Regions from separate parts of the Mus musculus genome. Here region 2 is linked to region 1. Evidence: chromatin contacts called from public promoter capture Hi-C data. All regions are on one chromosome and are shown on one strand. Each heading gives the region's core, a stretch centred on a gene start, on an enhancer-like site or on the middle of the called end of the contact. The rest is flanking DNA. Distances are from core to core; before and after follow the strand shown. Region 1 overlaps Usp25 (ubiquitin specific peptidase 25). Region 2 holds the start of D16Ertd472e (DNA segment, Chr 16, ERATO Doi 472, expressed).

Region 1 (3,074 bases), core at 323-2,822:
GCATCCTTGGACCCTGAGATGTACTCGCTGGTTTCATAGGCAGCCTGTGACATACACGCACATCTCCTAACCATCCCAGGAGTGCGCCCAGCTCAAACAGGTTCAGATTCTTGCAGAGGCATGATCTGAGACGATGAAGACAGGTTGAAAACTGTGAGCTCGGAAGCTGCTTGGGAAACTCTGGAAGCTGGGAATGAAAAACGAGAGTCCAGGCGTGGTGGCACTCACCTCTAATCCCAGGTGGATGCCTGGGAGTTCAAGGTCTGCCCTGATCTTCACCGAGTTCCAGGTCAACCAGGGCTACATAGTAATGCCCTGTCTTAAAGAAGGCAGCTGTAGAGAAACGTCAGAGTTGCGGCAGGGCTCCCTGATATGTGGTGTCTTTCCTTGTTCAAAAGAGTGGTGTTTTTATTCTGTGTCTTCCAAGGCTTACCTCTTCTCTTCTCTCCTCTTTCTTTTTCTCTTTTTCTTAAAAAAGAAAAACAAAATAGGTTCATTGTTTCTACTGTAATAATTCTGATTTCTTCTCTGCCCTCTAGCACCAGCAGACATTTTTGAATCAGCTGAGAGAAATTACTGGGATTAATGACGCCCAGATACTCCAACAAGCCCTGAAGGTATGGCCTTAGCTTACAGCTTACATCTGCGGCGTACTTTTCTCTCTCTTGTGTACTGTATTAGTTAAACCATATATTTGTAGAGACGGGAAAGCAGTCTCTTATAAAGCGAGAGCCTCATTTTGTGTGTTGCAATTGTAAACAAGTAATTCCTGCTACCTTGGAGTGGTGTGTAGCCCCTCTATAGCAGATACTTTTTCTGCAGAATGGTAGGGCATAATTTCAGTGCTCATGAATAATGTTTTTCAACCATGATTTAGTATATGACTGCGGTTCAGTGTATGGGTTAAAATACAATGTGAAGAAGGAACACAAATTAGAGAAGCAATAGGGCCCACAGCTTACCTCTTTTTCTTTCTGAGACTGAGAAATATATATTGCTTTCACCTATCATGTTGCTCATGATAACTTCATTTAGTTAAGCATGCTGTAAGGATATTCCACCTCAAATTTCAGTAGCGTGTGCATCAAAGCCAACGTGCCATTTGGTTGTATCCTAGATACACTCTCATTTCCTTATGGAGCTGCTCAGATGAGTCAAATCCCGTGGCTAGCTCACAGGGAGAAGGATGAAGCCAATGAAGTGTATGCTTGAAATAGAACTGTAGTTTGAGCTCATTTGTATGGAACATTTTTATCACCTTAGTCACAGGCATAGATGGGAGCCTTTGTAACTCATCGATGAGAGAAAAAGTCAAAACGGTCCCTGATTCTGAGCTAGAGAGCTTTAATTTCCAGAGATAGTTTACGATTTTAAAGTTTTTGATGGTTATGAGCAAATATCACCAATGATAGCAACAACCTGCGTTTCAGTTCCTCATGTGGGTTTGTTCATTTAGTCTTATATTTCCAAGAGATAAATACTTCCATTTCCCCACTTTGAAAATGACGAAACCTAAACCGTTAAGTAACCCACTCCAAATCACACAGCGGCGTGTGGAGAGGCTGGAAACAGGAGCTACAGCAGCCATCGGCCGGTGCCTGACTAAGGCTGTGTCTGCTGCTCTGGTGGGAGCTGCTGCTTTGTCCTGTTTGCCAGAAGGATGCTGGCAGGAGTTTATACAGAGCTGTGCATCTTGTCATTGGAGGAAGCAGCACTGTGCAGTCCCTCAGTTCTTAGGAGCACGTCTTTCTTTCATTCTGATAAATACCTGACCAACCCACTCCTTTCCCAGGAGATCACCGAGGATGGAGGGTGGAGGGTGAGGGTGAGGGTGTAGCCCATCACTTGGCTATGTGCATTTGGAGGAGACCCCCTCCCTGTTTTACATTTGAGAAATATAGATCAATTAAGTCTTGTCCACATTCCTTAAGTGTAAGCGGTTTTTCTTCTTCACAAACTTACATTTCAAGTTAGGTGATAGAGTAAATAGGACATTTAAACCCCAACTGATAGCCTTTCTGATTTCTCAAGGGATTTAGTAATGAATTGATTCTCTTACCAAGAAGTCCCTTGTGTTGGGAACCACAGCTACTGACTTCATCACTGTAAGCTGAACATGCTACTAGCTACTTCCCTTAACCCTGCCCAAATACCTGACAAGTGGAACTTGGGATGGCTGGAGAAGTGGCTCAAGGCGATGAGCATTGGCTGCTCTTGCATAGGACTGCATTTTGGTTCCTAACACATTATTGGCTTTCTCCATCTCTACTGGGTCAGATCTCCTCTTCTGGCCTCTGCAGGCACTGCACTCCTGTACACATAAACACACATACACAGACACACACAGACACACACACACACACACACACACATAGCTTTTAAAAAGCCAAGAGAGGAGGGTGGATTCGTTTCGGCTCAGTTTCGGCTCAGTTTACGAGTGCTGTCTCGTGGTGGGGATTCACAGTGGCAGGAGCGTGAGGGTGCCTGCTCACACCTCAGCAGACCTGAAAGCAGAGCTGGGAGACCCTCCCCGTCCACACTTCCCTGAGTTTACACAGCCTGACTCCTGAGAAAGTCACTCAGCCTCCCCAATGTTGCCATCAGCTGGGTACTGGTCTTCCAACTCAGGAGCCTGTGAATTACATTTTAGATCCAAACCATAACAAGAATCTATACTTAGTTATACAGGCTGAATAGCCACCAGGTTGTAAAATCCCTGCTGTGTTTGGGTTGAAGCACTTAGCAGGTTTCTTGACACACAGTAAATACTTCCTCAGTCTTCACTGCAGTTCCTTTGGTGAGCAGTGTACTTGCCTGACAGTGGCCTCTCTTAAAGGTGCCTCTTGGAAGAGTCACTTAGTCTCATAATGTACATAAAGGCGTCACACAGTGAAGCTGTGTTGTTGCCTTCCCACCACCCTCTCCTCAGCTCCCTGCTAGAATGAGTCTGCGGCAGGAATTGCTTCTTCATTCTTTTGCCTGTTGGTTATTTTGCAATTATCTTCATCCCAGAATTCTCTCTTCTCCTTAATAGGTTAGCAGGGATTTCTCAGACTTTGCTTCCATAGTTTTCT
Region 2 (2,739 bases), core at 100-2,599, 1.5 Mb after region 1:
ACAGTGCAAATAGAAAGCTCACAGCCCATGTTTCCTGGAAACATCTAGGACCCAGTTATCTGTGTACCCAACACAACCTTCAGCAAAAGGTTTAATTTCTCAAGCATTTCTTTTACACATTCTCACAATGGTACTGGCATCGAAAGAATTGAAAAGTCCTTTTTTAAAAAGATTATTAATATTAAAGGAAGTTATTTAAAATCTGATATAAACAACTTAAAAAAATAAAAGTTAGTTAAAATTCACCACATGATGGGAAAAATAGAGACTAAGTTTGGCAGAAAGGAGTAAAATTATATCTGCCCACGTGTACGGTCATGTTGATTCTTAAATGTTTATCAGACAATACCTGCACTTCATTTCATATTAGTTAAAAGGAGCTTAACATTCTGTTATAAAGACAAACATTTCCCTCGACTCATAACTATTGTTAACTCTGGCTTCATTTCCAGAAACCCTTAGCAGATCTTCACTTAGGACAATCTCTAGGCTTTCAAGCAGTTGCAGTGTTACCTCCAAACATCTCAGCCTAAGTTGCACAAAGTAGTACGCGGCACGCAGTTAAAACCGCAGAATCCTTACCCTCGAGATTTAGCTCGAAGCAAATGTGGCAGAAGGAGAGCGTGTCTTTGTCTGTTCCCAGTTTACAAACACTGCAAATGTTGTCATCATTCAAGTCAATGCTTACAAACTGCTCCTCTTCGTTCATAGTGCCCCTATGAGGAAAGAGAAAGGAGCAAGTTACACAACGGCAAAAACTTGCTTATGGCCTGCAGTAACCGACCAAAAACCCCCCCAAAAACCGAAAAAGGAGGCGTTTGCAACAGCCCTGTCAGGCAAGCATCGCCATACCTGGAGTTACAGTATCACAGTTTTACTGCGAAAAAGCAAAAGGGCTGCCCACAGGAGACACCCGCCTCCCGGGTCGCGCCGGCAGACACCCGGCCTGTCAACCAACTTCGGGTCGGTCGCTGTGGCCAGAAGGAGCCGCTGGGACGCGGCTTTGCCAACTTCTGGGTGAGCGTCTGGAGGCGTCCCGCTAACTCGGTTACCCGGCTCCCCGGCTCCGCCGCGGCAAGACGCACGTGGGGACTGGGACACCCGGGAAGGATCGGCTCACGTCGGAGACTCTTCAGCCACGGACCGGAGGGTCCCGGGGACGCCACTCGAGGATCGTGGGCGTCCGGCACGGCGTGGGATCCGTCTCGTCTGTCCGTCCGTCCCGGCACTGGTCCTGAGCACCAGAGCGGCTCAGAGAAGGACCTCTACCGTCCGGCTCCGCGGGCCACCGTCCGCGCGCCACGATCCGATCCGCACTATTGTTTCCGCCGGCGCCGCAGCGCAGACAGCAGCGCGCTCCGCCCCGCCCGGGCCGCCTGCGCCACCCCGAGCCGCCCACGGGGAGAGCGGCCGGGCCAGCCCACAGCCCCAGGGCCCCACGTGGCCACCCTAGCGCAGGGAGTGTAGCCGCCCTCCGCCCGCCCCGCGCCGCCCCGCGCCCCCGTGCGCATCCTCTTGCGCCTCCGCGGAGAGCATCTCGCTCCCCTCCGCGTGGCGCACATGGACCCGTCCGGCCCGCCTCCCTGCAGCCCCTGAAAACTCCAGCCACTTGCGGATTGCAGGAATGGGCCCACGGCTAAGCCTGAGGGGTGGAGGAGGAGAAAGGCACACACGCGTGGGGAGTGTATTGCTTCAAAACCAGGAGCCTGAACCAAGTATTATCCTTGAACTCCTGTTTCATGTTGGTTGACTTTCTGAATGAGATAAAAGTTGATAATTCAGATATCCCGATTTAGGTATAATTCTAGAAGCAGAGCATCTTTTCTTCGAATTATGTATCACGATGTGGTACCTCCCATGCACATCCACGGAAAACATTCCCGAGGCTCCGCCTCTTGTTTTTAAGTCTACCCCTTTCCTAAACTTTTTTTTTTTTTAGTATGTAAATGTACTTTCATCATCTGCTTGACTCCTTAAGCCTTGCCTAGGCCACAAGTCTACGCAATACTTTCAGTTACGTTTGCTATGCTAGTCTTTCTCAACAGTCCACAGAAGAGAAACAGGAAACTCGGCTCTTGCAGTTTAGTGGTGACTAACCCTTTATCGCAGTTTCTTAGAAACAAAAACTGGAGCTTGAACTCAAGGCTGCGGAGGTAAAGCCACTAATCAAGGACTCAAAAAAGTCATCTGTGCCCATGCTACCGAAGTGTGGTGGATGACTCAAAGACCCCATGTGGCGTTTTTACAAATGCAGAATCCAGAAATCAATACCTTGCTCTGAAAAAGACCCCCAGATCCATGGACCTGAGGTGCCTCAGCGGGGGTGGCATGAGGTGGGATGGGGGAGGGGGAGTGTTTGCTATGGCAAACCTGGCAACCTGAGCTCCATTCCCAGTGGAACGGAAGTACTAACTCCACAAAGCTGTCCTCCAAGAGTGTCCCACAGTCACCAGGACACGCCCCCCCATTAATAATAATAATGAATATTTTATAGGTCCCTGCCCCCTATGCATATTAAAATTTGGGGTGTGTTAAATATCTTGCATTTTGGATTCTACTCATTTATTTAATTAAAGTGATTTTTACAAAGTTTATATTTGTATGTGTATGTTTGTATATGTGGTGTGTATGATGTGTGCATGATCATATCCTGGCATGTGTGTGGAGCTCAGAGGACAACTTCAGATGTCTGTCCTCATTTTTTTTTTTTAAATCTTGTTTGAGAAAGGGCCTCATTGC

Evidence for each region. Promoter capture Hi-C pulls out the DNA fragments that hold promoters and counts their contacts.
Region 2: a contact with region 1 is called in a promoter capture Hi-C map of hippocampal neurons, with 4 times the contacts expected there. The contact joins the promoter of D16Ertd472e here to the enhancer-like site in region 1. A contact is called at or near these places in 7 of 39 promoter capture datasets (the 3T3-L1 cell line, the C10 cell line, the HPC-7 cell line and 3 more), 4 of 115 datasets of contacts at active chromatin or transcription factors (astrocytes, fibro-adipogenic progenitors, large pre-B cells and 1 more) and 1 of 9 other capture datasets (liver).

What each region holds. Positions count from the first base shown.
Region 1 is chr16:77,033,364-77,036,437 of GRCm38.p6, forward strand. Usp25 (ubiquitin specific peptidase 25) reads left to right here. Exons shown (of 24, transcript NM_013918.2): 2 at 540-617. Among named protein-coding and RNA genes, the nearest start is that of Usp25, 21 kb to the left of the region's middle. Within about 2 kb of position 1,573, at least 51 of the 459 cell types and tissues checked have an H3K27ac peak or open chromatin away from gene starts, as enhancers often do. A contact at or near this core is called in hippocampal neurons and neutrophils, where this site is marked.
Region 2 is chr16:78,575,339-78,578,077 of GRCm38.p6, forward strand. D16Ertd472e (DNA segment, Chr 16, ERATO Doi 472, expressed) reads right to left here and starts at 1,350. Exons shown (of 5, transcript NM_001252439.1): 1 at 1,086-1,350; 2 at 583-716. The coding sequence starts at 709.